3 separate regions of the Mus musculus genome follow, and all the other regions are linked to region 3. The links are chromatin contacts, called in public promoter capture Hi-C maps. All regions are on one chromosome and are shown on one strand. The core of a region is the stretch at or near the end of the contact, and the rest is flanking DNA. Distances in the headings are between cores, read along the strand shown. Region 1 holds the start of Trim15 (tripartite motif-containing 15). Region 2 has its middle 15 kb from the start of Olfr97. Region 3 holds the start of Gabbr1 (gamma-aminobutyric acid (GABA) B receptor, 1).

Region 1 (3,730 bases), core at 205-2,704, 180 kb after region 3:
ATATGTGTGTATGTGTGTGCATGTGTAGGTGTGTGTGCATGTGTATATATGTGTGTGCATGTGTGCATGTGTAGGTGTGTGTGTGTGTGTGCGCGCGCTTGCGCGCTCGTATTCTGGCATAAATGTAGAAATCAAAGGACAACTTTGTGGAGTGAGTTCTTGCCTTCAACCATGTTGGTCCCAGGGCTAGAACTCAGGTCTTTGGCTTGGCAGCAGTTGCTTTTACCTGATGCGGCATCACACCGGCCCATGTTAAATTTTTTAATGACACCGTGGTTGTGTGGATGAATTCCTCACTCTGAGGAGATATATGTTGTATTTATGGAAGAGAGAGCAGATGGCCCAATACTTACAAAATTCAAAAATGCACAAAGGCATTCATGCCACTATTTCTCCACACTATCAATAAATTTGAATGTTTCTCATAATAAGGGTGAGAAAAATATTATAAGACAAAAAGTAAATATTAGTAGTATATTTAAGTTAGTCCAATGTTTCCAAAAATATTTTTGAGCATAGAGTCAACATGAAATACTAGCGATATATCACATGTCTCTGTAGTGATGTGAAATCGTTTATACAAACAGCACATCTCAGCCAGGGCCGACCACATATAATTAGACAGCTGTTCTAAGGATGCATTGTCAAGTGGGAAGGTAGGGCAGGAAGAAGGGGTGTGTGAAACATGAAAATAGGTGGGATAAAAAGACCTGGTGAGCACGAGGGTCTGGCTTTGTCCACAGGGCAGGTGAATGCCTAGGGATCCTGGCAGCTTGTCCACAGGGCAGGAGAATGCCCAGGGACCCTGGCGGCTTGATCTCTGACCCAGTTTTGGGAAGAGCTGGAATCCAAATACCCCAATGCCTTCTGTCTTGTGGCTGTCAAACTCTCTGATCCTTAGAAATCCTCTTTGCCTTTCAATTTGTATCTCTTTCTCCACACTTGTCCCAATGAGTTGTTATTAAATTGGTTGTTCTGGAGTAATTTCTTGGGGTGGTGGTGGTGGTGGTGGAGGTGGTGGTGAGTGCATATTGCCAGACGAGGGGAACGTGCATTTGGGCTCGAAATTCGAGGTCAGTCTCAACATCACAGGCTGGACTCTGATGCCACTGCCAGCCTCCTAGCCTGAACTATGGCTCTCACCTGCCCAGCGTGACAGGAAGCGGCTCCTCCCCAATGGCCTCACCTCTCTGTAGCCAAGAGATTCCAGGAAACCCCATTTCCAAGTGACCTCATGATGCAATACGCTGCTCCCCACCCAAGGGACCGAAGGCGACAGGAGTGGAGAGCTAGGTCACCTGCCTGCCCCTGGGAAACGCTGGGTAGTCAAGACGCCCTGGAGTTTGGACCTGCTTAGCTGCTGGGTTCTGGGCGTGGCAGCCAGGTGACCTCGCTGAGCTGACATTCCTGCCTTTCTTTCAGCCTCCGATTCCTTTGCTTCTGTGACAGTGACGCACTTAAAAGTGACTCAGTTTCAGGGAAAGGAAATTGGAGTGGACCGAGTCAGAAGACTGTGGACAGGCAGGGGAAGGCACGGTGATGCCCTCAACCCGGTCCCTGCGGGGACTTCACCAAGTAGCCTGTCCTGTCTGCACCCGACCCTTGCAGGATGCGGTGACCACAGCCTGCGGACACACTGTCTGCCTACTCTGCCTCCCGCGCACCCCAATGGGAGCCCAGCTGCTGTGCCCTCTCTGTCAGGGGGCAGAAGAGGAGAAAATCCAGGCCGCAGTGGCCCCGGTGTCCCTAGGTCCCCTGAGCGAGACCTACTGTGAAGAGCACGGAGAGAAGATCTATTTCTTCTGTAAGACAGACGCGGAGCTGCTCTGCGTGTTCTGCAGGGAGGGCCCCGCCCACCAGGCACACACTGTGGGGTTCCTGGATGAAGCCATCCAACCCTACAGGGTAAGGAGCTGAGGCGCTGCTTCGTGGGGGCAGGATGGTGACCTGATGTGGGTGAGTGAAGGAAAAGGGATAGAGATTTACTGTCTAAAATCCTCTCAGTCCTCCTCTTTGCTCCTGGTTTCCCTGCGGGCACATACACCTTACTTACCACACACTTTCTATCTCCATAGTGCCACCCAACCCAATTCTTGCCCTAAATGGTGATACAATGAAGGTCAAGGATTAGGACTCTTGTCAGTTTGAATCTCTCAGCCTCGGTGGTGTGTCCACAACATAGCACACGGTATTTGCCAGTGGGATTATTCACCGACCCTCTGCTTTCTTTTTTCTGACAGGATCGTCTCAGGAGTCGGTTAGAAGCTCTAAGAATGGAGAGGGACAAGATAGAAGATAGGAAATGTCAAGAAGACCAGAAGCTCCAGGAGGTTCTGGTAAAGATCACACACACACCTATGGCTGTCTGTTCCTTTGTTCCAGTTTGTTTGTTTAGGTACAGAGTCTCATGTAGCTCAAACTGGCCTCAAAGTCACTACTTAGCGGATCCTATTTTCTCTGCCCCCACAGGTGCTGGAATTACAGGCATGTGCCACCATCCTAACATGTTGGGTAGCTAGCTCAGTATGAACAGTGGTTGCGTAGAATACATGGAGCCCTATATTCAATACTCAGCACTGAATAGGAGTGTTCTATAATTGCAGCACTTGGGTGATGGAGTTAAGAGCGTCAAAAGCTCAATGTCATCTTTGACTTCATTGTGAATTGAGTTTGAGGCCAGCCTAGAATGCATAAGACATGGACATGTATCTCAAGAAAAAAAATAAATTACAACAGTTATTCATGAGTCTAAAGAAGACATAGTAGTTAGTTTTGTGTGGTTAGTTTTGTTGTTGTTTTTGTTTGTTTGCCAAATTGACTCAAGCAAGGGTCATCTGGGAAGAGGGAACCCTTCCTAAATGAGGAATTGAAAACAAAAAATCAGCCGAGAAAAACATTTCTTTCAGATTGGCTGTATGTGGTAAGTCTGTGAGACATCGTGATTATTGATTTGGGAGCATCCAGCCTACACTGGGTCCGTGGTCCTAACAATCTAAGCAAGCAGGCTGAGCATGCCACGGAGAACCTGCTGTTTCTTCACAGCCTCTGCCTCTGGGCTCCTGTTTGAGTTCCTGCTCTGGGTTCTCTCAGTGATGCACTGAGATGTGAAAGTAGAAAATGAAATAAATCCTTTCCTCCTCAACTTGGTTTTTGCCAACGTTCTATCATAGCACAGAGAAGAAAACTAAAACAGTAGAATATTATAGCTATGAAAGGATTTTTTTTTAAGTTAAGTGTGACTCTAAAGAGTTCCATATGATATTGTTACAATCTCTGGCTAAGACAACAGCTCAGAGCTCATCATCTGCAAGTGTATCTTGGGATCTATCTCTTTCTACCATTGTATTATTTAAAGAAATGAGTCCTGTAATGGCTTACTCCTGTCTCTTAATAAGTACACAGATGATCCTTATGGGAGCCAGTTCTGAGCCTCCCCCATATCCTCACAGATGCAGGTTGAAAGCAAAAAGCATCAGGTAGAAGCTGCTTTTGAAAGGCTGAAGCGGGAGCTTGTGGACCAGAGATGCCTCCTGCTGAACAGGCTGGAGGAACTAGAACGGCAGATCTGCAAGGAGAGGGAAGAGTACATCAGCAAAGTCTCCCAGGAGGTCGACCGGCTGAGTACCCAGGTGGAGGAGCTAGAGGAGAAGTGTCAGCAACCAGCAAGTGAGCTTCTGCAAGTAAGAGACTCCACAACCCTACCACCTAGTGCGACAGCAGAGGGTTTACA
Region 2 (3,616 bases), core at 1,105-3,604, 200 kb before region 3:
AGCCTTCAGTGGTTGTTAGGAATTGAATTTTTAGGACCTCTGCTCAACCCCACTTGCTCCAGCCCAAAGATTTATTTATTATTATACATAAGTATGCTGTAGCTGTCTTCAAAAGCATCAGAAGAGGGTGTCAGATCTCGTTACCGGTGGTTGTGAGCCACCATGTAGTTGTTGGGATTTGAAATCAAGACCTTCAGAAGAACAGTCAATGCTCTTAACCGGTGAGCCATCTCACCAGCCCTATCTCTCTGTTTTTCATTGCAATCCTATAGCTGATATTACTACAACCTGGTGTAAAGAGTGTGCAAACTAAGGTTGGCTTAAATCATCTTGCATCCATGTATGTCTTTATTCCTTAGCATTTTTTAAATTTTTGTATATGAGGGTTGGTTTTATTTATTTATTTATTCTTCCTTCTTTCTTTCTTTTTCTGCCTTTCTTCCTCTTCCTCCTCCTCCTTCTACCTACCTCTGTGTCTGTATACCCTGTGCAGGCCTACTACTTATATAGACTAGAAGAGGGCTTCTGTCCCATCCCTGAAACTGAAGTTACAGATGGTTGTGAACTGCTGCCTGGGTGCTGGTAATAAAACCTGATTCAGTCCCACACAAGGCAGTGCTTTCTTTGGGAAAGAGAATAGAAGAAATTCAGACTATTCCCTGGGAGTGGTGAGACACTAAAGTACTCATCTCCAAATGCCCCAGTGCTTAGAGTCCCCATAACCCTGGGGTCTATCCTCTGTTCCACCACATGCTACAGGTTAGGCCCGGCAACTTACCTTTCTAAATGGTGAAAGAAGCATCAGAGCCTTAATCACTGTTTCTGCCTTTAACAGAACAAATGAGACTTGATCAGATGCCACAAGATGAGCTGGTTGTGTTGCCCCATGGGCTCCTGTCTACTCTATTCCATATTAGGGACCATATTCCATCATACTTATTAGCAGTCTGGATGTACCTGTTGCATTTTTCCTTCTGCAGAAAGAAAACAGTGGGTAAAAGGCCAGGAAGACAGCAGGGCCATAAAGGTCTATGAAAAAAGCCTTAAGCCACATGCCTTTAATCCCAGAACTTGGGAGGCAGAGACAGGTAGATTTCTGAGTTCAAGGCCAGCCTGGTCTACAGAGTGAGTTCCAGGACAGCCAGAGCTATACATACGTTTCGAAAAAACGAAACAAAAAACAAAAACAAAAGCCTTAATCCTAGCCCAAGCGAAGCTGCTAGAACTAGGACTGCAGACTCAGGGAAGGATATAAAACACATGACATATGAAAGAAGTATAATAAAGCTTTCTGGAGTGTCTGTTCTCAGCAGGGACCTTCCACTCTGATTATGGCTTTTCTGTCCCATGTTCCCATGCACAGTAGATGGTCAGTACCGAGACTCAGGCAAGGCTAGCATTTGTTAATGATACTGCTTCCTAGTTTATGTTGCTCACAATGATACATCATTGTGACATTCATTTGTGTATACAAGTGCTTGTGCATGCAAACAAGTATGCTATTACCTATTTTATGGGATAAAGTGGTCTCTGTAATACTTTATACACCTTAAGTAAACACCTCTTCAAAATGTAACTAAACATCTTTAAATGAGTCAAAAAATATTTTTCCAGAATTGTAATTTTAGAAATTAGATCTTTAAGATTTAGTTATTTGTGACTTAGATGTAAATTGTTTAAACTGTGTATATTCAGTCTGCATGTGGTTGATTCAAATCTATAATCTCAGTACCAGGAGAGCAGAAAAAGGAGAATCTCTGGAATTTACTGGCTAGCTGGTCTAACCAAATTGGCAAGATCCCATCTGAAGATAGATAGAAAAGATAGAGGGAGATACACAGTACTGGCTTACACATACATACACATAAACACACACATACACTCACATATGCACACATACAAACATATAAACACAAGCAAACACACACACAAACATTCATGCATACTTACATGCATATACACACACATACATACAAGCACTAAAGACATAATTACATTATACACCCAAGTATCCACATCATATACTCATAGATAGACATTAAAATACAATGATAACATAAAATAAACAATTGTGTCATTTGAGATTGTGGTCCAAATGTCTTCCCAGAGAAGAGTCAGGGAAAATTCCAACATCAGAACCCTTCCCAGATAACCCCGGGCCAGTGGGCAAGCAATGGATTGGGGGTGGGGCAGGGAGTGGAACTCAGGACCAGGAGGAGAAGGGATCCCGAAAATCTGGTCACGACACCCTTGTTTCTCCCTTTAGAGGTTATTTCCTTTCCAACCCCTGAACTCACCAGCACCTGTTTGGGTAAGAGCCAAAGCCACCACCGCCATCTGCAGGACAGCTCTGTTGCTTGAGGACCCCATCCTTCCCGTAGCCCTGATTAGATTCGCTAAGTACCTGCCAGCCAATTATAATGAGAGTTGCAGAAGCATCATCAGTATCCAGGCAAAAGTACCTGACAAAGTTTACAAAGTTACAAAGAAGTGAAACCTCAGAGGAAATGGAGGAATCTCCAATGCTGGGTTAAACCTGGAAACTGGGCTTGGATTTGATCTCTGTTCTCCTACACTGAGTACTTAATGTCATGTTTCCTAGAACGTTTCTAATATTCTAGGATCAGTATGTTCTCTACAACAAACAAAACATGTTTTTTTGTTTTATGTGTACTGATGTTTTGCTTATATTTATGTCTGTGCACCTCATAAGTGTCTGGTAACAGCAGAGCTAGAAGTAGGCATCTGACACCATGGAACTGGCGTTACTGGTCATATTAATTGCCACATGAGTGCTGGAAATAAGACTCAGGCAGACTCCACGGATAACTTTTATGAGTTAGGTCTACCAATAATTATCACACTTGGAAGCTAGAAGTGTTAAGGTCCTACCTGGGGGTACACACTTATAAACCCAGTCTCCAGGACATATAGGATTTTGGAAGGAGTTCAAGGTTGTCTTCAGCTAGGGAATTTAGTACCTGTAGCCACCACCAGCCAGTGGGTACTGGATTCCTGAAAGAAAAGATGGGGTTTTGGATGGGAAAGGCTGCGAGAGAAATAATAAGCCAAGACAAAGTTCTGATCAAGGCCAATGTTTACTTATGAGTCTGAGTTTATAAAGGCGGGGGGGGGGGGGGGGGACCCATCCCCCACCAAGCCAGGATCCTGTTGCTTTGTCAGGATAGTGTCAGGAGAACAGGTTCACCTACTCAACAGGTGTCTTGGAGGAAAACTGTAGATGTGGCATGACAATAGACTTTACCTAGGTCAGAGGACTCCACCCTAGGTGGGCTTGCTGGCTGTGGCAAGCCAGGTCTGAGTCAGCCTGCTCAAGGCTGGGGGAAGGGTACAGTTCCTCCCTTTTTATTTATTAAAAATAGCTGGACAGGGGCGTAAAATTTACTTATGCTCCATGGTCCTGCCTGGGAATTAAGTTGGCTCGCAGCCATGCCTGTCTTAGCACTGAATCTAATTGGCCTTTTTCTGACCCATCTCAGAGTACACATGCAGCTTGTTTGTGTTTATTTGCACAAACATGACATTTTAGTGTTTATTAAGAAAAACACAGCCTTTGACACATGCCCCTGTCTTAGGTTGAAATAAAAACCATAGA
Region 3 (3,737 bases), core at 764-3,263:
TAACTTAAAAAATAATCTCTCATTAATGAACCTCAAAGGATAACTCAGATGAAAAATCAAAGTTATTTCACCCAATGATCAGTATCCTCATGAAGACGATGAAGTGAATGTGCTGGCTGCTTAGCTTGCTTCCTCCCACTAGCTGCTCACAGCAACACCCCTCCTCCTACATAGTACTCATTCATTAAACGTATTTGTGAATTTGGTTCCACTGGATTTAAATTGCTGACTTGCAAAACAACTAAGGATGGTCTGCAACTGAGAATGGAAGGGCCTGAAGGAAGGGGGCAGGGATGGTGGGTGGCTTCCCAGGCTACTCACCACAGCGACTGGGTGTGTCCATATCCGTCCAGGAGCCGTTGGCCAGGCACTTGCGCACCTTGGGCCCCACCACCTCGCGTTCGCCCCGGCACACATATTCAATCTCATAGTCCACAGGCAGGAAATTGATGGCCTTCACCTGGTCGCGAGTCAAGCCACGGTACCTGATGCCACCTTCCCAGGGCGGATGTATAATCTGGCAACCTGAGAGGGAATGGGGAGGCACAGGGGAACCGTGGGAGCGGGAAGGCAGCGCGCAGTGGAAGGGGGAAGAGCAGGGCGTGGTCAATGGTGGGGTTGGGGCAGGGGGACAGAAAAGGAGGGGCACACGGGACACACGACTGGAAGCTGGGAGTGGGAACAGTTAAGAACCCCAAGCTGCAGAACCCAGCGTCGTGGGTTAGGGCTAAAGCTGGTGCGAGAGTCCACCGGTTAAGAAGTATAATGGAGACAAATATCTAAGAAGAAATCCTAAGGGCTATAATGTTCGGTGGTTTAAATGAGGGACAGGGCCGAAGGAGAATACCGGTGAGGACCACACAAACCCACTGAACAAGGACCACACAAACCCATCAAAGCAACAAGGTGGACTACGGAAGGGGGGCGCTGTAGTAACGTGGGGCCCGGAAAGGGAGGTGGGGCTGAGATAATTCGGGGTCACAGAAAAACGGTGTAGTGTAGCAACGTGAGGTAGAGGAAATGGGTGCTGGTGGTGATGCGGAGTGACAGAAAGGAGGTCAGGAGTTGTGAAGTGGCTGCGGACCAGGATGCCAGGGATGGGGGCGGGGGGAGGTCCTGCCGCAAGAGTGATGAGGAAAGGAGACGTGCAAGGAAACGAGCTGTGGGGTGGAAGAGGTCCAGGGCGCCGGAGATGGGTGCACCTTCCGAGGTGACGTTGGGGGTCTGAGCCCCGCCAGCGCCCAGGGGGCGGAGGAAGAGAGGCACCAGCAGCAGCAGCAGCATCTGAGGAAAAGGCAACAGTGAGGGCACGGAGGAGCCCGCCGGCCGCGGCCTGGGCCAGCCGACGGACAGGTCTCGCTCCGCGCACCTCACGGGCTCCAACCGCGCGGTTCGGGACGCGAAGGGCGCCCCGCGGAGGAGGCGGGGGCGGAGCCGCACGGGCTGGGGGGGAGAGGAGGAGAGAGCGCCTGTCCCCACCCTCCTCCGGCCTCCCTCGGCCCCCCACCCTCCCGGGACTCCACCTCCTCTCAGCAGCCCCTGTGGCTAGCGCTAGCCCAGCTTACCCACGCTCAGGGGTCCCGCTACCCCATCACTCGCCTCTCGCACCCGAACCCCACGCACCCCCCGGCCCTACCCTACGTCCACCGGCCTCCTTGCCAAGCCCCGGTCGTGGGGCCCCGGTCTTACCTCGGCGGCCGGTCCCGCTCCGCGGCTCTCCCCGGGCCTCAAGGGCCCAGGCCCGGCCGCGGCTCCCCGTTCTCCCTCCCGGTCCTCCAGCTTCCCCTCCCCCTGTTCTTCTTCCACAGGAATCCAGGCTCCAGCCCGGCCGGGGTCTCTCCCCTTCGCGATCGCTACCCGCAAACCCCACCCCCGTCTCTCCTTCCCCGGGGCGACGGCGGCCGCGAGAGCACGGTGCCGGGAGGGAAGGAGGCGGCGCCGGGGACCGGGGAAGCTCTCGGGCGGAGGGAGGAAGGAGGGTGCAGGGGAAGACGGGGCGGGGGGAAGGGAGGGGGAGATCGGAGAGGGCGCCTCCCACAACCCGAGCCCCAGGAGCCGCCCCGGATCCCGGCCCCTCCCTAGACCGCCCACGGCGCGGGAGGGCGTAGAGGTAGGATGGAGGGGAACATAGGCGACCACGCATGCAGGCGGGGGACTAAGAGCTGCCGAGAGACCCGCAGACTAGACTGATGGAGACAGGAGGGGGGGCTGTAGGGGGTTATAGGACCCAAGCCTAAAGCAGAGGAGCTGGCACAAAGACAAGGAGCCTGGATGAAGGTGAAGAAAGGATGTGTTTGTACAAAAGGAAGACAGATCTGGACCTGGCGTAAGGAGGGAAGACGTCATATGCCTGGGGAACAGACCTTGAAGGGGAAGGGAGAATCAAGGGTCAAAAGGGCAGCCGATGGTGGAGGGAGCACTAGGAGAAAAATAGGATAGAAGAGCTAGAACTGGGAGCCCCGGGTGGCTCGTTAGTCCAGCAGTAGGCTACTTGCCAGCTTATGGCGGGGAGCAAGAGATCAGGGGCATCAGAAGAGATACTGAGGTAGATGGAGAAAGGAGAGGGCATAAAGAAAGAAAACCTCTACGTGAGCATGAGCCTGTATTATCAACACTCGGACCAGACCTGCCATTCTTGACTAAGGGTAAACTGGAGGCCCTGACAGAGAAGTCTGACAGCCAAAGCTCCTGCATTGCGATTGTCTGTCCATAACTTGATGGACAGAAAGATGAAAAAGGGAGTGTGGCGGGGGCTGGGGGAGGCACTCCTTTGCTGGCTAGTTCTTCCAGAGAGGTGGGTGGAAAGCAGGTATTATGAGACCCAGGAGAACCAAGGCTCTCAACCTTCAACCCTATGTTAGAACAAGTATTTGTAATGACTCCTAAACCACGAACTAATAATCATAGATTACATCACTTCCCTATGCACGTGACTAAAAAGAACAAAATATTTCCCCATCTATAAGAAGGAGCATAGCAATTTGCTACAACATAAACAGTATTTTAGAGTGAGTGCCGTTTCCCTCGAAGCAGGCAAATGCTTACACCTCTCCTTAGAGTCACAGAAATGAAACTTCTACCAACACACTGATACAGGTGCATAGCCAGTGACTCAACTACCTCCGGCATGTTGCCATCAATGTAGTGACTTCAGGAAATGTTGAGCAACTCTTGGTAGCAAAGTCAAGCTTCCCTAAACTCACACAGAACTGTAATTGCATTCCTAGAAAGTTCGCTGCATATTCAGACCATTAAAAAAAAAAAAAAGACTATTAAGTTCTAGGCTCAGATAATTAAACACAAGTTTTTACCTACATGAATGTCCTGGGGGACTTCTGAAAATCTGGATAAAGAGAGAACTCTTATCTGGCAGGAGGACAGCTTTTACACAGGTTCTACCCATATGTACACCCCCTCTCACAGTTCTAAATACAAAAAAAAAAAAAAAAAAAGCCCCACAAGCTTTTAAATGTTGCCTGGAAAGAGTCTGAGAACCACTGGACTAAATAGTGAGCAAAAGAGAGTAGGAAGGAGTTCTAACCACCAGAAGAGACAGCCACCCTCCTCTGAGTGGCCTGCCCTCTCAATAAGACCAACTGAAGTTATGGATACCAGTGAGGGAAGTTTCTCAGATAGTCAAAAAGAAGAGCTACCTGGCCGGGTGTGGTGGTGCATGCCTTTAATCCCAGCACTTGGGAGCAGAGGCAGGCAGATTTCCGAGTTCGAGGCCAGCCTGG

What was found. Promoter capture Hi-C pulls out the DNA fragments that hold promoters and counts their contacts. Capture Hi-C pulls out chosen DNA fragments and counts their contacts.
Region 1: a contact with region 3 is called in a promoter capture Hi-C map of adipose tissue. The contact joins the promoter of Trim15 here to the promoter of Gabbr1 in region 3. A contact is called at or near these places in 14 of 39 promoter capture datasets (the 3T3-L1 cell line, 3T3-L1-derived adipocytes, the HPC-7 cell line and 10 more), 1 of 484 Hi-C or Micro-C datasets (embryonic fibroblasts), 11 of 115 datasets of contacts at active chromatin or transcription factors (CD8 T cells, acute myeloid leukemia, embryonic forebrain and 5 more) and 4 of 9 other capture datasets (adipose tissue, embryonic stem cells, liver and 1 more).
Region 2: a promoter capture Hi-C map of second pharyngeal arch cranial neural crest shows a contact between it and region 3. The contact joins the enhancer-like site here to the promoter of Gabbr1 in region 3. A contact is called at or near these places in 9 of 39 promoter capture datasets (the C10 cell line, cranial neural crest, embryonic stem cells and 5 more), 2 of 115 datasets of contacts at active chromatin or transcription factors (embryonic stem cells and pancreatic cancer cells) and 3 of 9 other capture datasets (adipose tissue, liver and pancreatic islet).

What each region holds. Positions count from the first base shown.
Region 1 is chr17:36,864,911-36,868,640 of GRCm38.p6, reverse strand. It overlaps Trim15 (tripartite motif-containing 15), which reads left to right and starts at 1,454. Exons shown (of 7, transcript NM_001024134.2): 1 at 1,454-1,905; 2 at 2,241-2,336; 3 at 3,450-3,680. The coding sequence starts at 1,540.
Region 2 is chr17:37,245,684-37,249,299 of GRCm38.p6, reverse strand. No RefSeq gene overlaps it. Among named protein-coding and RNA genes, the nearest start is that of Olfr97, 15 kb to the right of the region's middle. Within about 2 kb of position 2,354, at least 41 of the 459 cell types and tissues checked have an H3K27ac peak or open chromatin away from gene starts, as enhancers often do. A contact at or near this core is called in second pharyngeal arch cranial neural crest, where this site is marked.
Region 3 is chr17:37,044,242-37,047,978 of GRCm38.p6, reverse strand. Gabbr1 (gamma-aminobutyric acid (GABA) B receptor, 1) reads right to left here and starts at 2,013. Exons shown (of 23, transcript NM_019439.3): 1 at 1,690-2,013; 2 at 1,203-1,284; 3 at 322-525. The coding sequence starts at 1,284.